2 separate regions of the Sus scrofa genome follow, and region 2 is linked to region 1. A link is a contact called in public HiChIP or PLAC-seq data. All regions are on one chromosome and are shown on one strand. Each heading gives the region's core, a stretch centred on a gene start, on an enhancer-like site or on the middle of the called end of the contact. The rest is flanking DNA. Distances are from core to core; before and after follow the strand shown. Region 1 holds the start of UBR2 (E3 ubiquitin-protein ligase UBR2). Region 2 holds the start of TBCC (tubulin folding cofactor C).

What was found. HiChIP or PLAC-seq counts read pairs in DNA pulled down with a chosen protein or histone mark.
Region 2: an H3K27ac HiChIP or PLAC-seq map of skeletal muscle shows a contact between it and region 1. The contact joins the promoter of TBCC here to the promoter of UBR2 in region 1. A contact is called at or near these places in 2 of 47 Hi-C or Micro-C datasets (heart right ventricle and psoas muscle) and 2 of 2 datasets of contacts at active chromatin or transcription factors (alveolar macrophages and skeletal muscle).

Annotation. Positions count from the first base shown.
Region 1 is chr7:37,653,403-37,658,629 of Sscrofa11.1, reverse strand. UBR2 (E3 ubiquitin-protein ligase UBR2) reads right to left here and starts at 2,822. Exons shown (of 47, transcript XM_021098699.1): 1 at 2,372-2,822. The coding sequence starts at 2,449.
Region 2 is chr7:37,821,260-37,826,486 of Sscrofa11.1, reverse strand. It overlaps TBCC (tubulin folding cofactor C), which reads left to right and starts at 2,493. Exons shown (of 1, transcript NM_001258407.1): 1 at 2,493-3,723. The coding sequence starts at 2,510. The coding sequence ends at 3,553.

The DNA.
Region 1 (5,227 bases), core at 1,573-4,072:
GATATACGCCCAAGGGAAATGAAAACATACATCCCCACAAGAAAGTGTACACAAATGTTCACGGTAGCACAGTTCAAAATCTCACCAAAGTGGAACCAACCCAAATCTCCATCAAGTGATGAATGAATAAATAAAATATGGTATATCCACATAATGGACTATTATCTGGCAGTAAAAAGGAATGAAGTATTGATGATACACGCTAAAACATGGACAAACCTTAAAAACCCTACCTAAGTGAAAGGAGCCAGTCACAAAAGACAACATATTATAGGATTCTATTTACTGTCTACTTGAAATTTCAAGAATAGACAAATCAATGCAGACAAAAAATAGGTTAGTACCGGCCTAGGGTTTGGGAGGTTAGAGGAAAATAGGAAGTGACTGATAACAGGTATTGGATTTCTTTTTTAGGATGATAAAAATGTTCTAAAATTGATTGTGGTGATGGCTACACAACTCTGAATATACTAAAAACTACTGAATTGAATTGTAAGATTATGTGAATTATATATAAAACTACTGAAAATTTCAAAGCATAAGGTAACCAATGTAGATACAAAACTACATAAAACTTCTATAATGAATATGATTACTTTCATACTTGGGGGAAAAATGATATATGTACTTCTTAAGTCATAATCATCTATGGGAACATATAATCAAATCTGTGGAGCATGAAATGGAGGCAGACTTAAGAAATGCTGGGCAAGTCATATGTGCGGAATCAACTCTAACAAGGAAAAGAGAAAACTAGAACAGAGTTTGTGATCTTCACAAACTCAAACTAAGGCCAAATTAATAAATTCTGATTGCATTTCCCTTAATTTCCTCTACTATACCTGCGTGAGAATTTCACTGCACAAGGACTAGGAGTGTTGGTCTCCAGCAGCGGTTTTAAACTAGCTTCCTCAGGAACCACAACAAATTGGAGAGGCTCTAATTACTTAATAGTTTGCACTTGCAGAATTTGGAAACTAGAGTGCATAACCTGTATCGCTCGGTCAACAAAACTCCGTAGGAGTAAAAAAAAAATTTTTTTTGAGGAGATTAGATGTCAATATGGGTACTGACAGGATGACATGGATAGGCAGTAACTGTCATTACCATTTTACTATTTACTTTCATTTTCTTTTTCAAGTCTCTTTATAAATGAAAGGCAGGTGGGGAAAATCCTTGGATTGTTGCAATATTAAGCAGAAAGTAAATGAAAACACATCTAGACTAAAAAACAAACAAAAAAACAAAGACTCATCATTCAACAATGTATTTCTTCAAATGTTTCACCTCTATTCCTGTGATTTATTTCCACTACAACTTTACTGTCATCAATTCACCCCGAAATAACTCACTACAGAACACCACTGAAATTTTGTTCCTAACATTCAGATTGTTGACTTGTGTTCAAAGGTCACTCCCTTCCTAGCAGCTTTTTAAATCCAAGGCCTTAGAGGTGGGGCCTCAGCTGTTTGGGTCCATTCTTAATCATTCCGAACGATCTGTTCTAATAGGTGTTCCGTGTTCTTAAGGAAAGATGCCATAAAGTTTTGTTAATTATTTTACAACTCTGCTACTTATACAAGCATATTCATATTACAGTTTCAGTACAATACTGGGTCTGAATGCTTTAAGTTTGGGGCATAACTGCCCCCACTATACCATGACCAAACTTCACATTATTAGCATCCATTTACTAAGAGTTGTTCTCTCAAAGTTATATAATGTTCGTTTATCCACCCAACTACCCCCAACTCCTGGAAAAATTATTTTTAATCTCCCAGTCTCCACCACTACTTTCTCAATCTCAGTAAACGTGTCAAGACACTACTTTCTGCACATTCATCAACGCTGTCGACTGACCAAACAGGTGCAAAAACGCACAAAACAGGGTAAAGAGGAAGAACGATATCGTTTGCATCCTTCGGTGCCTAGAGCGGTCCCAGAAACAAAGTGAGGTAGCAGGTTTCAGAGGAGGAGGCAAGGCTCAGCTTATCTCAGGAAAAGGAAGCAGAAGGGATAAAGTACCCCAAGCACCAGGAAGCGTCTCTCCCTCCTATCTTCCAAGAGTTGGCATAAAAGGCAAAGGCCCTGGGTTAGGGACTTCCTGGGAGAAATAATGGAAGCGCGAAAAGGAACGTGAAGGTGGCTGTGCATCCAGCAGACTTGCGGGCTATTTGTGGATAAAGACAGAAGGACAGGAGCAGAATCTGGGGCCTCCCTGGGCCGTTACCCACAGGGCGAGAACCGAGAAGCCGGCGCGGTCGTCACCCCAAGTCCGGGCCCGGCAGCTCCCGGATTTCCAGGAGTCGGTTCCTCCCCCGGGGCGCGGCCTGCGACAGCCGGACGTCTCCGCCCGGGTCCCGGCACTCACCCCCGCGGTCTCCTCAGCCGAACATTCCAGCAAACTCCGGTCGATGGCCTGCACCTCGGGCTCCAGCTCCGACGCCATCTTCCTTCCTGCGCTTCCCCAGCGCTGACGCTGCTATCTCCGCTCCGAGGGCCGCGGCCTCGCCACAGCCCCCGCGTCCGAGACTTCCACCTCTGCCCCGGGCGGTCGGTCGGGAGCCGTCCAGGCGGCGGAAGTCGGAGAAGACGGAGAGTAGCGTGAGGTGAGGCGTACAGGAGGGACGGTGCCTCCCGCGCTCCCTCTTGGGCCCTGCGCCCAAAAGTCAAGACACTGCCTCGTCCCTACCCCGGGGAAGGACACAGAGAACCCCGGGCCTGGCACTCTTGATCGCTTCTACCGCGTCCGGCACCAGGAAAGAAGCAATTACACCCAAAATAGGAAGCAAAGCACCCTGGGAACTGTAGTCGTCCTCCATAGGGCCGGGGTTGGGGGGGGTAGAGGTGGAGCCCTTACAAGGAGCCCCACTATGGCACTATGGGAGTTGTAGTCCATCTCTTCCTAAGAGACTAGGCAAATGGCACACCAGCGGGCGGGGCTTTTCCGCACGGCTGGAATCATGGGAAGAGATTAGTGGCGAGAAGCGCCCACCCGGGAAGAGGAAGAAGCGCGAGATACTGTGGGGTACCGTAGTTTTATTCCCCCAACACCGTTTGTTCGTATTTCTGTCCCGCAAGCCTAGAACCGTACCTAGCACGTGGTAGAACTCGAATACGAAAGCCTGGCATACGTGCGAACTCAAATACTTGTCGAATGAATGAATTAGTTCTATTCGTATAGTTCTATGGCCATCAGCCATCAACCCCTCTTTCCGTTAGATTGGTGACCGAGGTGTACATTTTCCACGTTTTTGAAGGTCTCGAAAACATGCCGTTTTAAAACGCTGTTAAAGGATGTATTTCCAAGTGATTTAGTTAAGACCGTTCATTAAAATTTATTTCAAATCTTGGGAGTTCCCTGGTGGCCTACCGGTTAAAGGACCCATCATTGTCGCTGTTCCTGCTCTAGTCACAGCTGTGGTGAGGGTTGGATACCTGCCCAGGAACTTATGCATGCCTCAGGAAAAAAAAATTATTACAAATCTTGCTGCAAAGGAGAAGGAGTCTACCAAGCTAATTCAAAGATTTACTCTTGATAGGGATATTGTGTAGAAATAGATAATCATTGTTAGATAAGAAAATTGCATTTGGGTAGAAGTAATTAGGTTCTTGACTGGCATATGGGTGAGTGGGTTTCTTAGAACAAATTTTCGATTCCTTTAGAGTTTATCAGAAAATTGCTTGCACATTTTATGAGACTGCTAATTTATTCCCATAAAGAAATTGTGAATTAGGCAAAAAATGTTCTGATCCAATCCAGATATGGGACTTGGTTTGCTGTTATTGCTGTTAACAATAGTATAATATTAACTAAATTTTTTTAATAAAAGTTACCCATTATCTCACAGTACAAATAACCCTTGTTATCATTTTTAAAAACGTAAAAGTAATATATGTATAGGATTATAAATTCAAACTGAAGGGAAATATTTTGAAAGAAAAAAATGAAAATTGTGCCTCTTTTACCCCAAGTCCCTTTCCCCAAGGAAAAGCATTTTTAATATCCTATTATGATTCTATCCAGAAAAAAAGTATGCGTATGTATGAGAATGAGAGACATTAAATGAGAGATCTTGAAACATTCTTTTCTTCTTTGCTCAACTTCCTTGCAGTGAGGCGCTCCCCAGTCAGAGTCAACCTGGAGGAAAATTGGGATCGTTACAACCCAGAAGCAAAGATAATGCCTAAGAGTCCTAACATAGAATTAAAGCCATTAAAATACATTGTAAAGAAATTTTCTGCCCTTCACACCATTCTTTTCTTCCTTTTATTATTTTTGGGTTGATATTAATGTTCTTTTGTCCTAAATTCTTGAATTGGATGTTTGCTGTTAACCCTCCTCTTTTTTTTCAGCATGTACATCTAAGGCAGTGGTTTTCAAACTTGAGCATGCGGAGTTGCCATTGTGATGCAGCAGAAACAAATCTGACTAGTATCCATGAGGCTGTGGGTTTGATCCCTGGCCTCACTCAGTGGGTCAGGGATCCAGCATTGCTGTGAACTGTGTTGTACATTGCAGATGTGTCTGGGATCCCATGTTGCTATGGCTGTGGTGTAGGCAGGCAGCTGTAGCTCCAATTTGACCAATGTGACCCTAAAAAGCAAAACAAAAACAAAAAAAACACCTTGAGCGTACATCAGAATTACCTCGTGTCTTGGTAAAATCCGTACTCCACTCTCAGAATTTCTGATTCAATATATTTTGGGTGAAGACTGAAAATTGCATTTCTGTCAAGTTCCTGGATCATTTTGTGGGTCTGGGAATTTTAAGAATCACAGATTTATTAACAATATACTTTCATTATATACTGCTTTAATTATATTACACAAATATTTCTATGTAGTGTTTTCATTATCATTCATTTCTGAATACTTTCTAATTTATTATGATTTCTTACTTGATCCATGTAGTATGTTTTTAAATTTTCAAATGTGTATGGCATTGCAATCTTTTCTTTTTCTTTTATTTTTATTAGAGTATAGTTGATTTGCAGTGTGTCAGTTTCTGCTGTATAATAGTGACGGAGTCATACAGGTGTACACATTCTTTTTCTCATGCTGTCTTCATCATGTTCTATCCTCTCCCAAGAGATTGAATATAATTCCCTGTGTTGCTTATCCATTCTAAATGTAATACCAACCCCAAACTCCCCATCCGTTCCACTTCCTCCTCTCCCTCCCGCTTGGCAACCACAGGTCTGTTCTCTATGTCCTTGAGTCTGTT
Region 2 (5,227 bases), core at 1,244-3,743, 170 kb before region 1:
TGATTCACAAGTCCTGAAAAGTATCTTTGAAAGCAGGACTCAGAACTCATTGGTTGCTTGCCTTCTACCACGTTTCTGCTGTAATGTACCCCCCCTCTTTCCTTCCATCAGAACAGGCACTTACCTCTGAGAAGCTGGAATCCAGTTCAAAGATGCACACTGAATCAACTGCCCTCAAATGTCAGAACAGGCAAGTAGTCTGGCAATGCCTACTGCTTTGGGCACATTAAGCCCATGTCTTGACCACCTACCTTGGCTTGCAGTTGTGCCAGGGTCTGTCAAGAACTGTCAAGCCAATGCTTTATGATGACCATACAACTGATCGCTGTCCATTCCCAGTCTTTGAAAGAGCCTCCCACACACTGGGTCAGTAGGGTGACCTGTACATTCTTGTCCTTTTCTGCCATTTTCTCAGAAAAGTTTGAACTAGCCAACTCAAAATATTCAGAAACTTCCAAAGTCAACTGGACTCTATGCCAAAACCTCTTGATGAGCAGAAATGAAGTTCTCAAAAGGGTTAAATGAATGACCTTCCGTCCCACTTCTGATACAGACAACACAAGCCCCTATCCTAGAGTCACTATAGTTAATACAAAAATGTTGCCTCACCCCACCTGCAACTCCCAAATCCAATAAACCTTGTTTGGCTACAGACCTTCATCATTTGAGTGGGAAAGATTCAATAGGTGAAAAACTTAAAAGAGGCAGGTCAGGTCTTTTTCCCTAGCAAAAATAAATCTTTTAAGGCTCCCTTGGTTAACCCAACCCTTCATAAAATAAAGCAGCTACTGCATTCCCGGTACGACTCACATAAGATCACCAGTTATATTTCATTCACCAGACCTCACAAAACCCCCAGGGCCTCCATCTCTCTTGCCCATGAAACAAAGCGAATGAAAACTTAGATATACCACAAGCGTACACAGGATTTTTTTCAGCACCCCCGTTTCCATCGGGTACACGTTCACACACATACAAACATACAATAACCCCCACCCCCCGAGTGGAATATGCCAAACAGTGTGACCTGTGCTGATTTTCAGCGGAGAAACATGGGAATTTATGTTTGTTTTTGGTTTGGGCTTAAAATGGAAAGGAAAGGAGGAGAAAGCGGCGTGAACAATCGGAAACGACTCTCCATTCTCTCGCTTCCTCCCATCTCCCTCTGCATCAAAATGCAGGTATTATCAGTGAAATTTCAAGTGACAATTTCTTGGGCAGTTAAATACCCCGACTGATGCTGGGAACGGAGGTGGAGGTTAAGAGTGAAACCAAAGACGGGAAGGGCGGGCCGGGTCGGAGGCCCCCGAGCTCCGCCGGGCTGCACCTAGCACGCGAGGTCGCCGAGCGCCGGTGCCGGCCGCGCCCCAGCTCTCGCCCGGCCCGCTGCCCTGGGTTTTGCCAGTGACTACGCCGTCTGGGCTGCCCACTCACACCTCTGGCTGGTCCCGACTTTAGGCTAGGCTCATCCACTTCCGGTGACAAATCCCTCCCACCACCTCTAGAAATAATGTAACATTTCCCCCATCGCCTTCCTAAAGACCGACGGCCCCACAGAGAGCCTGAGCCCGAGCTGAGGTCTCACCCGGGCGCGGCCAGCGGCGCCCAGCTGCCGAGGTTGTGACGGCGAAAGGGGGGAGGGCGTGGGAGGAAGAGGAAGGGGGTGTGGAATCTTACCCTCCCCCCACCCCTCCGACTGCAGTAATTGGCCAAAAAATATAAATCCTTTTTGAGACTCCCCCAGGACCCCCTGAACCCGGTTGCAGTGAGGAGCCCAGTACGTCGCATACCGGAGCCCCTCGCCTTCTCCCGCCCCGGTAACTGCCTGCGGGGATCCAGGAGCCCCAGGCCACGCCGAACTGCAGCGGCGGGGGGAGGGGGAGGGCGGGTAGGATGAGGGTTTGGGGGCGGCAGGAATGGGTTGGGGGAAGGGGTGGTGGAAGGGAAAAGAAAAAAACTGAGGCATGCGAGCGGCTCCCTAGACAGCTGTTCCAGCTGCCGCTTCCTCCGGCGCGGGCCGGGCGGTGTAATATCCCCCCCTCCATCTTTCTCACCACTACCTGTCCCCCCCACCACCGCACGCACACATTCCCCCCACCAGTAGCGGTTCTCCGGCCTGTAAGGGGGTAGTAGGGAGGAGCTGGGGGGGAGGGGGAGGCCTGCGAGTTTCTAACCTTGTTCTTATAAACAAACCCACATGTGCAGCTGCCGCTGCTGCAACTCACCCCACAATCCCGGATATAAGTCCTGCCCCTTTAAGAGGAAAAAAAGCTTCCCCCGCCTGCCTCCCACCCCACCCATCCACAAGGACCTTTGTCTCCCCACCCCCCCGCCAGTCGGCCCCGCCCCACGGCCCCGCCCCTCCAACGCCAAGAAGCCAATGGGCAAAGAAAATAAGGCCGGGGTCTGACGTCAGCATGTCCGACCAATCACAAGGCGCGTTGGTGGGAGGCTTCGCGAAGGGCGCGCCCGGAGAAGGAAGGCAGGAGAAAGGAAGCTTGAAGTCAAGATGGAGGATAGTAGTTTCTCTGCGGCTGCTGCTGCTGTGCGGAACGGGGACTTGGGGTCCCAGTGGGACCGGAGCTTGGTGCCCGAGCGGCTTCAGAGGCGAGAACAAGAGCGGCAACTGGAGGTGGAAAGGCGGAAGCAAAAGCGGCAGAACGAGGAGGTGGAGGAGGAAAAGAGCGACTTTTTCGCCGCCGCCTTCGCTCGGGAGCGATCGGCCGTGGAAGAGCTTCTGGAAGGCGGGGAGTCCGTCGAGAAGCTGGAGGAGGCGGCCGCTCGGCTACAGGGGCTGCAGAAACTTATCAACGATTCGGTTTTGTTCCTGGCCGCCTACGATCTGCGGCAGGGACAAGAGGTGCTGGCGCGGCTGCAGGCGGCCCTGGCCAAGCGGCGTCAGGAGCTGCAGCCTAAGAAGCGTTTCGCTTTCAAGACTCGCAGGAAGGATATCGCTTCAGCCACCAAAGTAGACTCGGCTCCCGGCGCCCCGGCTGCTGACGGCATCCTGGCCTCCTCTCCGCCCTTGAAGGAGGAGGGAGGCTTCGACTCCAGCTGGGTCTGCGGCTTCTCCAACCTGCAGTCCGAAGTCTTGGAGAAGAGAGCCGACGAGCTGCACCAGCGCGACGTCCTTTTGACCCAACTGAGTAATTGCACGATCAAATTGTATGGCAATCCCAATACTCTGCGGCTAACCAAGGCCCGAGGCTGCACGCTGCTCTGCGGCCCCGTGTCCACCTCTGTGTTCCTGGAGGACTGCAGTGACTGCGTGCTGGCTGTGGCCTGCCAGCAGCTCCGCGTACACACCACAAAAGACACCCGCGTCTTCCTGCTGGTGACCAGCAGGGCCATCGTGGAGGACTGCACGGGGATCCAGTTCGCCCCCTACACCTGGAGCTACCCGGGGATCGACAAGGACTTTGAGGGCTCTGGTTTAGATAGGAGCAAAAATAACTGGAACGACGTTGACGATTTCAACTGGCTGGCCCGGGATGTGGCCTCCCCAAACTGGAGCATTCTTCCGGAAGAAGAGCGAAGGATCCAGTGGGACTAAAGCAGTTGTCACGCTTTTCTTCACTCCTACTCCTTCCCATGTGGGACTGACTCCGGCTAATGGGACTGCAAAGTGTACCTATTGTTTTCACGCCGTATATGTTTTCATTATTTTAAGACGAGATTGTGATAAGCTGCTACATTTGATCTACATTAAATTTGTGACAGGTCTGGCACTTTAAAGAATTTTTCCTATTTTGGTAATGTCTAGGAGCTTTTCTTTGATAAGTGTGAAGCCATAAGAGCAAAAGGGTGTAGTTGTGTGTTGGTTTTTACACGATTTGTGCTGTTTAAAACTTACTGCACGATGGAATTCCCGTTGTGGCGCAGTGGAAACGAATTCAACTAGGGACCATGAAGTTGCCGGTTGAATCCCTGACCTCACTCAGTGGGTTAAGGATCCGGCGTTGCTGTGAGCAGTGGTGTAGGTCGCAGACTCGGCTTGGATCCTGCGTTGCTTGACTGTGGCATAGGCCGGCAGCTGTAACTGATTTGACCCCTAGCCTGGGAACCTCCATTTGCACAGTGTGCGGCCCTAAAAAAAGGCAAAAAACAAAACAAAACAAAACCTTACTGCACAATAAAGTAGGCTTTCATGGGGGGAAAAAATGTAATTGTAATGTATACATGTAAGGATAACCTGACCCCCTTGCTGTACAGTGGGAAAATAAAAAAAAATAAAGTAGGCTTTCAGTAATACTCGTTTAATAAAAAGAATTCAGGAGGGCTCTATTGGGAGCCAGTTAATGTGGAAGTAAGGTATCAAACCTGTTAAAACTGACATTAACCAAAAGCTTCTTTGAATTGCAGGTTTGATCCCTATAGATATTTTTCAGTGGGGCGCTGAAAGGACTCCTCTTTGGTCTTCAGCTGCATGTTAGCTTGAGTTTCTGGCATCCTGCTAGTCATCCAAAGTTCTGGCACGGACCCCAAGTTCCTCATCAGTCTTAACCAACTGTAATGCCAAAATAGTTTACCAATTTTTTTGTGCACTTAAAATGCCATAGATACCACTGTAAGCACCTTACTCATAAAAACTTATTAAGTCCTCAAAATCTTATGAGGTAGGTTCTGTTAACACCATTTTTCTTTTCTTTCTTTCTTTTTTTTTTTTTTTGTCTTTTTGTCTTTTTGCCATTTCTTGGGCCGCTCCCTGGGCATATGGAGGTTCCCAGGCTAGGGGTCTAATCGGAGCTGTAGCCACCCGCCTGCACCAGAGCCACAGAAACTCGGGATCCGAGCCTCGTCTGCAACCTACACCACAGCTCAAAGCAACGCCGGATCCTTAACCCATTGAGCAAGGCCAGGGATCTAACCCGAAACCTCATGGTTCCTAGTCGGATTCATTAATCACTGCGCCACAACGGGAACTCCGACACCATTTTTCAAGTGAAGAAAACAAATAAGTTGCCCAAAGTTCACACAGCCCTAATGGTGGACTGGGATTTGAAACCAGGTGTCCTGGCTTCAGAGCCCACCTTCTTAACCACTACAAGATACTGATTTGGAATAGTGTTGATTTGGAAAGAAAGCTTCCAAAATTAAAGAGGGCAAATTTGCTTTCCTTAAATTCTCAGGTGTAATAGTGCTACGTATCTATCTACTCATACAAAAAGGATTGGGGCAAGCATCTGGCCAAGTCTTAATTTTTCGACTCATTTTGCTATAATCCTCT